Regions from separate parts of the Mus musculus genome. Here all the other regions are linked to region 1. The links are chromatin contacts, called in public Hi-C maps. All regions are on one chromosome and are shown on one strand. The core of a region is the stretch at or near the end of the contact, and the rest is flanking DNA. Distances in the headings are between cores, read along the strand shown. Region 1 holds the start of 4932441J04Rik (RIKEN cDNA 4932441J04 gene). Region 2 has its middle 120 kb from the start of Gm22536. Region 3 has its middle 150 kb from the start of 4930459L07Rik.

The links. Hi-C and Micro-C count contacts between places; a contact is called where the count stands out from the background.
Region 2: a Hi-C map of bone marrow-derived macrophages shows a contact between it and region 1, with 17 read pairs. The contact joins the enhancer-like site here to the promoter of 4932441J04Rik in region 1. A contact is called at or near these places in 4 of 39 promoter capture datasets (the 3T3-L1 cell line, cancer-associated fibroblasts and liver), 6 of 484 Hi-C or Micro-C datasets (bone marrow-derived dendritic cells, bone marrow-derived macrophages and uterus), 11 of 115 datasets of contacts at active chromatin or transcription factors (the NIH/3T3 cell line, acute myeloid leukemia, bone marrow-derived macrophages and 7 more) and 1 of 9 other capture datasets (adipose tissue).
Region 3: a contact with region 1 is called in a Hi-C map of adipose-derived mesenchymal stem cells, with 3 times the contacts expected there. The contact joins the enhancer-like site here to the promoter of 4932441J04Rik in region 1. A contact is called at or near these places in 1 of 39 promoter capture datasets (the 3T3-L1 cell line), 3 of 484 Hi-C or Micro-C datasets (adipose-derived mesenchymal stem cells, bone marrow-derived macrophages and embryonic fibroblasts), 6 of 115 datasets of contacts at active chromatin or transcription factors (the NIH/3T3 cell line, acute myeloid leukemia, astrocytes and 3 more) and 1 of 9 other capture datasets (adipose tissue).

What each region holds. Positions count from the first base shown.
Region 1 is chr5:57,716,373-57,720,365 of GRCm38.p6, reverse strand. 4932441J04Rik (RIKEN cDNA 4932441J04 gene) reads left to right here and starts at 2,447. Exons shown (of 5, transcript NR_015588.2): 1 at 2,447-2,520. Pcdh7 (protocadherin 7) reads right to left here and starts at 2,285. Exons shown (of 3, transcript NM_001122758.2): 1 at 1-2,285. The coding sequence starts at 1,261.
Region 2 is chr5:58,293,529-58,297,049 of GRCm38.p6, reverse strand. No RefSeq gene overlaps it. Among named protein-coding and RNA genes, the nearest start is that of Gm22536, 120 kb to the left of the region's middle. Within about 2 kb of position 1,264, at least 7 of the 459 cell types and tissues checked have an H3K27ac peak or open chromatin away from gene starts, as enhancers often do. A contact at or near this core is called in bone marrow-derived dendritic cells and bone marrow-derived macrophages, where this site is marked.
Region 3 is chr5:58,598,285-58,602,054 of GRCm38.p6, reverse strand. No RefSeq gene overlaps it. Among named protein-coding and RNA genes, the nearest start is that of 4930459L07Rik, 150 kb to the right of the region's middle. Within about 2 kb of position 2,039, at least 16 of the 459 cell types and tissues checked have an H3K27ac peak or open chromatin away from gene starts, as enhancers often do. A contact at or near this core is called in adipose-derived mesenchymal stem cells, where this site is marked.

The DNA.
Region 1 (3,993 bases), core at 1,198-3,697:
CTATCTTGCGAATTTCGATGGAGGGAACGTTGTCGTTCTCGTCTTTGATGTTGAGGACTACGGTGGCCTTATCAGTCTTGGGGGGCTGCCCGCGGTCACGGGCCATTACTGTGAATCTCAACTGGTTCACTTCCTCGCGGTCGATCCGGTGTAAGACACTGAGCCAGCCCGACGTTTCATCCAGGCGCAGTAGCCGTCTTACCGACTCGGTGGCAGCCCCAAATACATACTCGATCTGTCCATTGACCCCTACATCCAAATCGGTGGCGCGCAACTGTAGGATGGGGGTGCCCGGAGCGCTGTTCTCAGCCAGGTCAGCCTCATACACGCTCTTCTCGAAGCGGGGGCTGTTGTCATTCACGTCGGTGATGAGCACCCGCAAGATGGCCTGCGAAGACCGAGGTGGGTCGCCCCCATCGCGCACTCGGAGGGTCAGCTCATAGGAATCTCTCTGCTCCCGGTCCAGCGCCCCCTTCACGATCAGCTGCGGTTGTTTCTCGCCGTCTGGAGTGTCTGCCACCTGAAGCTCAAACACACTGCTTCGGCCACTAGGACTCGTCCCGCCGCCACCCTCAGGCGCGTCCAGCCGCCGCTTGGAGCCTCCAGAGCCGCCGCCGCTCGCGCTGTTCCCGCCGCCCCCTGGGTAGGGGGCGCTGTCCGCCGGCCCCAAGCGCCTTCCCTCGCCGCTGCCGCCGCCACCCCCGGGCTCCTGGAGCAGCTCGTAGCGTTCGATGCCATTGCGACCAAAGTCACGATCGGTGGCCGTGGGCAGCAGGTAGAGCGTGCCTACAGGCCGGTTCTCCTCCACCGTGAGCGTGAGCACCGGCGACGGGAAGGTGGGCGTGTTATCGTTGATGTCCAGCACGATGACCCGACCCTCAAACAGGTCCACCCAGCTCTGTGAGGGCCCTATCACCGACACCTCGAAGTCCAGGAAACATTCGTTCTCGTCGAAGATCATCTGACATTGGGGCAGCTTTTCTCGGTCGATGCGCCGCTCACTGGTGCTCAGCTCGCCGGTGAGGTTGTCAATCTTCAGATACTCAGAACCAGACTCAAGGCTGAAAGTCACCTCGCCGGAGCCGGTCACGATGCCCAGGTCCGAGGCCACATTGCCGATCCGCACGTCGGCGGGGCCCTCCTCGGCCAGCCGGTACCGGAGCAGCTGCTTGGCGGCGGCCAGGCTGAAGCAGAGCGGCAGAAGGAGACAACAGCCCAAGCACCAGCCGCGCGCCCATCCCGTGGTCCGCATCCTCAGCATCTTCTCTTGCTGCTGCTGCTACTGCTCCTTCTAACCACAACCCCCCTCGGCACCCCCCTCCTCCGGGGCTGGCCGCCTGCCCTCCCCTCGGTCCTCCTCTCCGGGAAAGGAAGAAACGAGAGGGAGGGGAGGGAGGGGGCCAGAGTAGCGCGTAGAGTCGGCCGATGGGAGGGGGGCAGCTAGAGATGCTTCTTTTTTTCTCCTCCTGCTTCTTCCGAAAGTTATTGTTTCATAATTCATGCAATGGGTGCTAATCGCCCGCTCGCCGGCCACCGTTTACTCGCAGTACTCACAGTTCACGGGACACTGCGCGCCACGGGCTCGGTGCCCCCACAAAGTCATCCCCGCAGTGGGAAGATACTGAGATCCAGTCTCCAAGCCCTGGGAAGGGGCCGGAACCGCTTCTGCAAGAGGGCGGCGGAGCCTGGTAGCGGACTAGAACAAACCTGCAGCCTTCCCCGCCTGACAGCAGCGTTAGTCCTTACTGCTACTCGAGTTAAGTCCAATTCACGTTCCAGCTACTCACTCTAGACCCAGGCTCTGTTTAGGCTCCCGAGGTCCAGACAAACCTGAACCGCTTCCTGCTTCAGGCTCTGGGGCGAGCAACAAGCCAGTCTTAACTCTGACTCCTCTTAAGCAGCCGGGAAGCCACTCAACATATCTTGAATGAAAAATTCCACGGCAGGTCGCTTCGGGCAAGGTGCAGCGAAAAGACGCCTCGCGTCACAGCTCGGTCCGCGACCGGGTGCTCCCGGCGCGCCAAAGAGCAGCCCGAGCCATCTTCAGAGACGCCCAGAGTCGGTCGCTTCTCACCCCGAAGAGCTCCGGTTTCTCTTTTTTTCTTAACAACTCTGCGCAAGGTCATTAGTCACGAAGCCGCCGCCTGAAACCGCAGCAACCATTCGCCCGCGGGGGCGAGAGCCGAACCGTGCGCACCGCGCGGTGCCCAAGTTTGGATTCTCAGCCGCAGAGTCCGTGCCTTCCCTCACCTGCATTCGGCCCGCGTGTTGGAGCAGTGGGATCTGCAGCGCTGTGCGCGATTCAGGGAGGAGATTGCAGCCTCTCTCTCTCTCCCCGCTCTCTCTCGATCCCTCCCCTCCCTCCCTCCTTCTCTTTCTCTCCTCCCTCCTCTTCTCTCTCCTCCCTCCTCTCCTTTCCCCTTTCCCCCCCTCTCTCACTCTCTCCAGCACAGTCTCTCAGCTTCTTCCAGTCTCAATGCGGGGAACTCGAGCTGAACTTGATCCCTTTGCAGTTCAAAGGTGAGCAAGCCTGGCTCCGTGCATCCGCGCGACACTGGCCCGGTGAAAGCTCACGACCGGGCACTCCTAACGGCAATTAACAAAGATGCCCAATTCTGTCCGGATTTCCAAAGAAAAGCCAAAGCCACTGGGGCGGGGGTGGAGGGGGAGGTGGAGTCAAACAGAGCTGCCAAGTAGCTTAAAAAAAAAAAATCTAGTTTGCCAAAGGGAGAAAAAGTGCCAGTCGGCTGTTGTCTCGGAAGTGCCCTGGCGCGGCGGGTGAATTCCGCAGTTGTCTCGTCCGCTTTCGCGTCTAGCAGAGTCTGGTGCGCGCGCTCCCGCCGCCTCTCTGGCTGTGGCTGTTCCGAGACACCGAATCGCTCCGGGGAAGCTCCTACTCTCGCTACCCACTAGCCGGAAACCCGCAAGTTTGCATAAACTGGTGGTTGTTGCGGAAAGCCCGCGGGCTCCGGAGTCAGACTTGACTCCGACGCTGCAGCGGCGGCGGCGGTATCCGAAACTACACAGTTGCAGAGAACCAGGGAGGAGGGCCCAGGGAAGGGAGGCGGGAGGAAGGACTAGCCAGCCGCGGCGCTCACCGAAGCCAGGCTTCGCTTCGTGGGGCCGACTGAGAACTGCCCAATCTCAGCCCCGATAAGCCAAAGTCTAGTCTCCTTAGGCAGTTTGGGTGGGGGTGGGGTGATTCTTTTTCCCCCTCTAGGGCTGGTAGACTAAACCCGGCTGCGTGGGTAAGAGCTGAAGTGAGGGTGTTAGTATACCTTCCTCCCACGTCTACCCTCAGACGATGCCCCCCTCCCGCCCCAACTCCCACCCGCAACGTGTCTTCGTTTCGCAATTTAGCATCTGGGTTAGTGAATTGCTACTGGTAGGCTGAGGTCGATGTCTGAGTTCCGAAAGCCAAGCTTGTGTTCTGCCAAACCGTGACGGGCTGCAGTAGTGAAGAGAGAGCATCAAACTCCAACGAGAGCCAGAGAGGATCCTTTTTTGGAGCCCAGACTTTGGAGGTCTGGGTTGGGGAGGGGAGAATGCCTGCCTTTGTTTAAATGCTTGGAATTCCTGTCATCCGGCTCTCACTGGGGATAGACCGTGTGTGCACGCGCCTGGGGAATAAAACACATGCTAGAAGCCTGGGTATTATTTTCTAAGCAGAGCCTGCAGCTTTTAGTAACCGGCAAAGTGTAGCGTCACCTATCTGGATATAAGGGAAATAAACTTTAATGGCAACTTTGTGTACCGAGTATGCTTAACCTCTTTTCTCTCCTTTTGACTTTGTGCCTCGTGATCCTCCCTGCCATTCCCGGGCGTGAGGCTTCCCCGGTTCTCACTCATGACCACCGCAGTCTGCCAAGTCAGATCTCAGGGCTGGTGGTGTATTTCGAACCGAAGCCCACTTCTCATGTATTTCACACTGTCAAAATAAAGACCCTCTACCGAAAGATTAAGAAAAGACGAAGGTAGTAGGTGGAGTTTGTG
Region 2 (3,521 bases), core at 15-2,514, 580 kb before region 1:
GAGTACTACTCAGCTATTAAAAGCAATGAATTCATAAAATGCTCAGGTAAACAGATGGATCTGGAGGATACCATCCTGAGTGAGGTAACCCAATCACAAAATATATGCACACATAATATGCACTCACTGATTAGCAAATATTAGACCAGAAACTTAGAATACCCAAGAGACAATTTGCAAAACACATGAAAGTCAAGAAGAAAGAAGACCAAAGTGAGGATACTTCATTCCTTCTTAGAAAGGGAACAAAATACCCATTAAAGGAGTTACAGAGACAGAGTCTGGAGATGAGGCAGAAGGAAGAACCATCCAGAGACTGCCCCACCCAGGGATCCATCCCATATACAACCACCAAACCCAGAGACTATTGCATATGCCAGCAAGATTTTGCTGACAGTACCCTGACAAAGCTCCCCCTTGTGAGGATATGCAAGTGCCTGGCAAATACAGAAGTGGATGATCACAGTCATCTATTGGATGGAACACAGGGCCCCTAATGAAGGAGCTAGAGAAAGTAACCAAAGAGCTAAAGGGGTCTGCAACCCTATAGGAGGAACAACAATATGAACTAAACCAGTACCCCCCAGAGCTGTGTCTCTAGTTGCATATGTATCAGAGGGTGGCCTAGCCAGCCATCAATAGGAGGAGAGGACCTTGGTCTTGTGAAGATCATATGCCCTAGTACAGGGGAATGCCAGGGCCAGGAAGTGGGAGTGGTTGGGTTGGGGAGCAGGTCAGTGGGAGGGTATAGGGGGCTTTTGGGATAACATTTGAAATGTAAATGAAGAAAATATCTAATAAAAAAAGAAGAAAAAGAATCAATGATTCATCAAATAAAGTAGGAACAATATTTTGGGCAAGTCAAAATGAAATGAAAAGTAGAAAATGAATATGAAATTATGAGACAAATGTAGACATCAATGTTCTACAAAAACATGTATATACATTTGAGTTAACCAGTATAAAGGAAGTAGCAATGATGTCTAGATAACGGGACTCCTTTGGAAATGTATTGGTGACTTTAAACAAGAGAAAATCTTAGTCTATTTCCCCAGTAACTACCCAGTGGGGGAATATGTGCAGTGAAATGAAAAAGACTGACAACTACCACAGTGATATAAACTGGAGATGATAATGATAAAGGGGCTTACAGAGAGGAGGATGAAAAATATGCTAAGAGAAACAAGTAGATCTTTAGTGAGCAATCATCGAAAGTACCTTGCATAGGGACACCTTGGATACTTGGAAGATGAAGATGAATCAATTCACAAAAGTGCCGAGGCTTCTGACTAGTACACAGAAATAAATCAAGAAGTGAAACATTCACTGAGAAAGAGAATGCAAATAAGGATTCAGGTTTGAGTTATAACATCAAAAGTTCACAAATGTTTAATCACAATTGTAGTCATACTCTTATAAGTCATTTTATGACTACAATCCTTGCAACTTGTCCACTGTCTTATTGGAGCTTACACTCCAGCAAACATTGTAGATGACAGTTCTCTTAGATTCTCAGAAAAACAGCACCTAACTGATGGCAGGTCTAGGCAGCTTCCATGTTGAAAGTACTGTGGGGCACTTCTCAACAACCAGATGTGTCAAATCAAGAGTGTTGAAATGTGAAATGCCCTATGTGGGAGGACAGAACCTGTTGATAAGTATGGCAGTCTTTTGCTTCATGGTCTCTTCTATGGGAGTATCAAAAATAGTATTATAAGGCTCTTGGGCCATTTTTTCTAAAAGAACAATTTTCTCAATATATTAATTACATATCTCATTACCCTTACTAGTAATTGGCAGACAGAAACTTAGGCACTATTTATTTTGATTTTAAATTAAAAAGTAGGAAGTCCATTCTAGTACGAAGACATGAAAAAAAGGAAGCTGAAGTCATATGAAAAGATTAAGGATGGAAAAACGGGAACGGGCAAAAGAACCTCATAACCTGACCACAGTGACTCACTTTCTTCATTAACTCTCCTCAGCCTAAAGACTTTACACACTGCAAGTACACCTCCAGTACCCAGAGATGAAGTACTCAACATGGGTCCATGGGAGTAATTTTACATTCCAGCCACAGCACACATCAAGTCACTAGCTTGGAAATTAATGCTTGTGCTTCCTCATATGGCTTACTTTTCTACCTGTTGTTTGGCTCTACATAGTTATACTACCTAATGATGAAATAGTGTAGAAGAGCGAATAGTTCTTGTAGTCCCAAAGCTCTAGTTTTGGATTCAGAGGAATGGATTTATAAACATGTCCTTATATTGGAATGCCAAGATTAGTTCTTTGCCTGACCCAGTAGATAGTAGGAAACCAACATTAGTGGGGAGATGATGATACCTGGAACATACTTACATCACAATGACTCAGTCTTCTTAGAGTTAATTAGGAAAACAAATCAGGTGAGAAGTGAAGCATGTGGGTTCGTGGCTACTGTGATGGTGACAGACTTGTACAGGGATTATAAGAAGTACTGGCCTTAGTTATTTTAAATGTAGTGGAATGCTTATAAGATGAGAGTGATGAGCTGAGAACATTTCTCTTCCAATTTAGAAAAAAACTTGAAAGTGATAATTTGCACACTAAACAGATTTTTAGGAAGTATTTGTGGCAGAAGTAGCTTTTGACTCTAACAAAAATCAAACTAATGTCTTCCTTTAATCGTGACAGAATTCCAAAATTCTGAAAAGAGATGTAAGGTTACTGGGAAATGGAAGGTGACCATCACTAAGACAAAATTGTAAAAACACAAAACCAGTAAGTTTGGGGCATAATAGTATTGCATAGTGACATGCCATTGCATCACATAAATTAGTGTGTTACATAACACATATAGAAGGAAGAAGTACATGTACTGAATGGAAACCAACTATCACTACTAAATTAATGCACCATGATTAATGTATACTTGCAATCGACAAAAAGAAAATGTAAGCATTTCTTTCAGCTTTGTGATGGAAAAAAGGAACTTAGCTCTAGTTTGATAATAGGCTATAATTAGCAAACTTTAGTAGTAAACCAAAATATATATCTTCTAAATCATAGTACCATTGAAAGTTGCTGAAGAAAATGCAGTGGACACTAGGTCATGCATTGGATAGCACCTCCTAGTGTTTATTGTTTTCTTTAAGGGAAGGATGATCTAAGCAAGGTCTTATCCACAGTTCTCGTTCTCTCTCTGTTGCTTTTCCTACAAGAACTGATTATTCAAGGAACTTATGTCTGGCTTCAGAAATCGTTGTTACAAATTCAAAGATAATAAATGGAAAGATGTGGTGAAATGAATTCTTCTTATAACATGCTCTACATAAGAAATCTCAGGAGATCATTTGCTTTTACCAATATCTCACTGTGCTTTGTGCTTGTAGAACTTCAATAGTAAACACTCAATTTAGATTTTTTTTTTTTTTTTTGGTTTTCCTAGTGTAGCCCTGGCTGTCCTGCAACTCACTCTGTACTCTGTAGACTAGGCTGGCCTCAAACTCAGAAATCTGCCTGCTTCTGCCTCCCAAGTG
Region 3 (3,770 bases), core at 790-3,289, 880 kb before region 1:
CCTGAAACTCAGAGATCTACAGGCTTTTATCTCCCAAATGCTGGTGTTAATGGTGTAAATGCCATGAATATCATGCCTGATTAGTCCAATCACTCTATGATGCCATAGTTAAACTAATACCTAAATCAGAGAAAGACCAAAATAGAAAGAGGCTCTAGGCCAATTTTCCATATAGACTTAGATACAAAAATTACCAATAATCTACCACAATGAGGTAGGCTTTATCCCAGAGATGCAGGGATGGTTTAAGACACATAAACTGATAAACGTAATCCACCATGTAAACAGCTGAAAAACCCAATACCCCTTCATGATGAAACTCCTGAAGAGATCAGGAATACAAGGGACAAACCTCAATAAAATTAGGATAAGTTTTGGCATCTGCATAATGAACAATAACTTAAATGGAAAGAAACACAAAACAGCTTCACAAAAATCAGGAAAATAAGTCAATGTGGTACAGTCTCATCATACATATTAAATAGAGTACATTAAGTCTTAGCCAGAGCAGTAAGAAAATAGAAGGAGATTAAGGGGATATAATTTGGAAAGAAAGACATGAAAGTATTGTCATTCACAGATTATATGATGGGGTACACAGGTGACCTTAGAAACCCCTCCAGAAAACTTCTGAAGCTGATGAAAACTTTCAGCAAATCTTGTTTACAAAATTAACTCACAAAAGTCAGTAGTACTCTTATATATTGATTACAAATACACTGAGTAGAAAACAAGGACACAATACTTTTTATAATACTGTCAAATAATATGAAGTTTTTAGAGGTAACTCTAATCAAGTAAAGGAAACACTCCTATGATAAAAATTTAAGACAGTGACAAGAAAAATTGAAAAAGATATCAGAAGATGGAAAAATTTTCTTATTGCTTAGAGATCAGTAGAATTAATTAAGTAAAAACTCAAAACAAAACAAAAGCTATCTATAGATTCAATACAATCCCCATCAAAATTTTGATACATTCTTCAATGATCAGAAAGGACCAATTTGTAATTTCATATGGAAACACACACATGCACACACACCTGAGCGTGTGCATGCACAGACACACACACACACCAACACACACTTACAAACCAATAGCTAAAACAAACCCTAATAATAAAATATCTACTAAAGGTAACAACATTGCTAATTTCAAGTCATACTACAGAGATATAGTAATAAATAGAGAATATTGTTGGCCCAACCCAATGTGTTTAGATTAAAGTCCAAGACACAATTACAGGTATCTATGGACACTTGATATTGGATAAAGAAGCCAAAAAATGCACCCTGAAAAAATGCAGCCTTTCAAAAATTGGTGCTGGTCAAATTGGATGTCTGCATGTAGAAGAATCCAATATATCCATACCTATAAGCTCATGTAAATCTCACTTATAAATGAATTAAAATAGTACCATAAAACCAGATATACTGATACTAATAGAAGAGAAAGTGGGGACTAGCTTTGAAATCATTTCCACAGGAAAAGACTTTCTAAACAGAATATCATTAGCCCAGGCACTAAGATCTACAACTAGTAAAATGGGACCCATGAAACTGAAAAAAGTCTGCAAAGAAAAGGATATCATCGTTTTGACAAAGCAGCAGCCTGCAAAATAGGAAAAGATTTTTTTCACTAACTTTACATCTGGAAAATGCCAGATGTGTGTGTGTGTGTGTGTGTGTGTGTGTGTGTGTGTGTGTGTGTGTGTGTGTTTGTGTATGTGTGTGTGTGTGTGTGTGTGTGTGTGTATCAAGAAACAAAATGTCAAAAAAATAAATAAACCATTTAAAAATGGAGTACAGATCTAAGCAGAGAACTGTTAAGAGTAAACTCAAATAACTGAGAAATACTTCAGAAAATGTTCAATATTCTTAGTCATTAGGGAATTGAAAATCAAAACTACTTTCAGATTTCAACTTGCATGAGTCACAAAAGCCAAGAACAATAAAACAAGTGCCAGATCATGCTGACGAGGATGTGGAGTAAGGGGACTTCCCATTCATTGCTCATGGGGTTATAAACTCCTACAGCCCTTGCAGATTAGTGTGGTAGCTCCATCTGAAGATGTGAATCAGTCTTCCTCAAGATCTAACTATATCACTCTTGGGAATCTATTCAAAGGATGCTTCATCCTACTACATACATACTTGCCCAAACATGCCCATTGCTGCTCCATTCCTAATAACTAGAAACTGTAGACTACCTCCATATATCTCACCTGGAGGATGGATAAAGAATATGTGGTGCATTTTTACAAGGATATATTATTAAGACATTTTAAAAAATGAAATAATGATAAATATTGTAAAAAAATTTAACTAAAAATAAAAATCATCCTGACTGATGTTCCCTAGACTCAGAAAGACAAATAAGGTATAGGTTTGTTTATATGTAGATTTTAGTTATATCAATGATAACAAAGCTACACTTGATAGAAATAGAGCAATGGGGATATAGTAAGAGAAGAGGGGGCTGACAGATTTCACTAGGTAAGGGACATAGAATAGAGAGATGTGTGGATGTACAGTCGACTGGAATAGAGGATGAAATGAATCAGGGGAGGGAATAGGGAGATGTAGAAGGTAATATAAAGAGATACATCTAAAATCAAGAGCGTTTTGAAGGGTGGTGTGGGAACACCATAAAAACTTCCATGTGTGTGTGTGTGTGTGTGTGTGTGTGTGTGTGTTTGTGTGTGTGTGTGAAGGCAATCAAAATAAAATCACCAAATAGTGGGTGAGTCAGATCCCCAACTAGACATGTAGATATCACCAAATGAAGTTTTCAGTGTTGGAAATTGGTTATATCTAGGTGAATTATTGGCCAAAGGCATCCATTAGAATTCCATCCCATTTCCCTAACATGGCCCTAGTGCAGAAACAGCAAACACATACAACTCATTGATCATAGAGAAGAATATCAGATGCCTTCATGGAGCCTTCACTCCCATCTGCTCATTTTGGTACAGGAAGGTAGTCTCTACACTACCAAATAAGAAATGGCAATACCATCTCAACCGCAAACAGTTTGATCTACTAGTTTCTTGCCTGTAAGTTATACTGATGCAATTGTGGCATGAAGCTTGTGGGAGTTGCCAATCAATATATGATTTGACTTCAGGTCCACTCCAGGAGATGTAATCCATACCTAACACTGCTTAAGAGACCAACAATCTGAGACTAGACTCTGGGTCTTAGAGTAAAATTAGACAGTCCTTTCCTATTAAGAATATGTAACAATAAATGGCTCAAATGCATTTGTCTTTCTCAGTCATCTCCAGGGAAGCTTCCTTCTGCAATAAATGAGAACAAGCATAGAGACACACAGCCATAACATATGTAGAGAGTGAGAAACCTTGGCATACTTAGTCCTGTATGGGGTATCTCTCTCAAATCTCTTCTCAAAGAAGAGGTCAAAAGAGTGTAATAACCAGAGTGCATGGAGGACTGCAAGGAAATAAAACTCTAAATAAGCAGGATCAACACACATAGGAACTCAGACAGATTGTGGAAGCATCCCTGGGGTCTGTACAGCACTATACCAGATGGGGTCCTCAGGCTGAAAGAATTACCCCTATTCCTAATGTAGAAACAATCTCCAATTGATAACTACTTGCTACTAATTAGGAAAATACCTAATTAAAAAATAAATTAAAAAAAAGATAGGTTGAGAAAAAGGCAAGGAGACACAAGTCATCTAATTCCGTTTATTTTAAAATTCATGACCAAGTAATTATGAATTGTGTTGCTGGAGCTCAAAGTGAT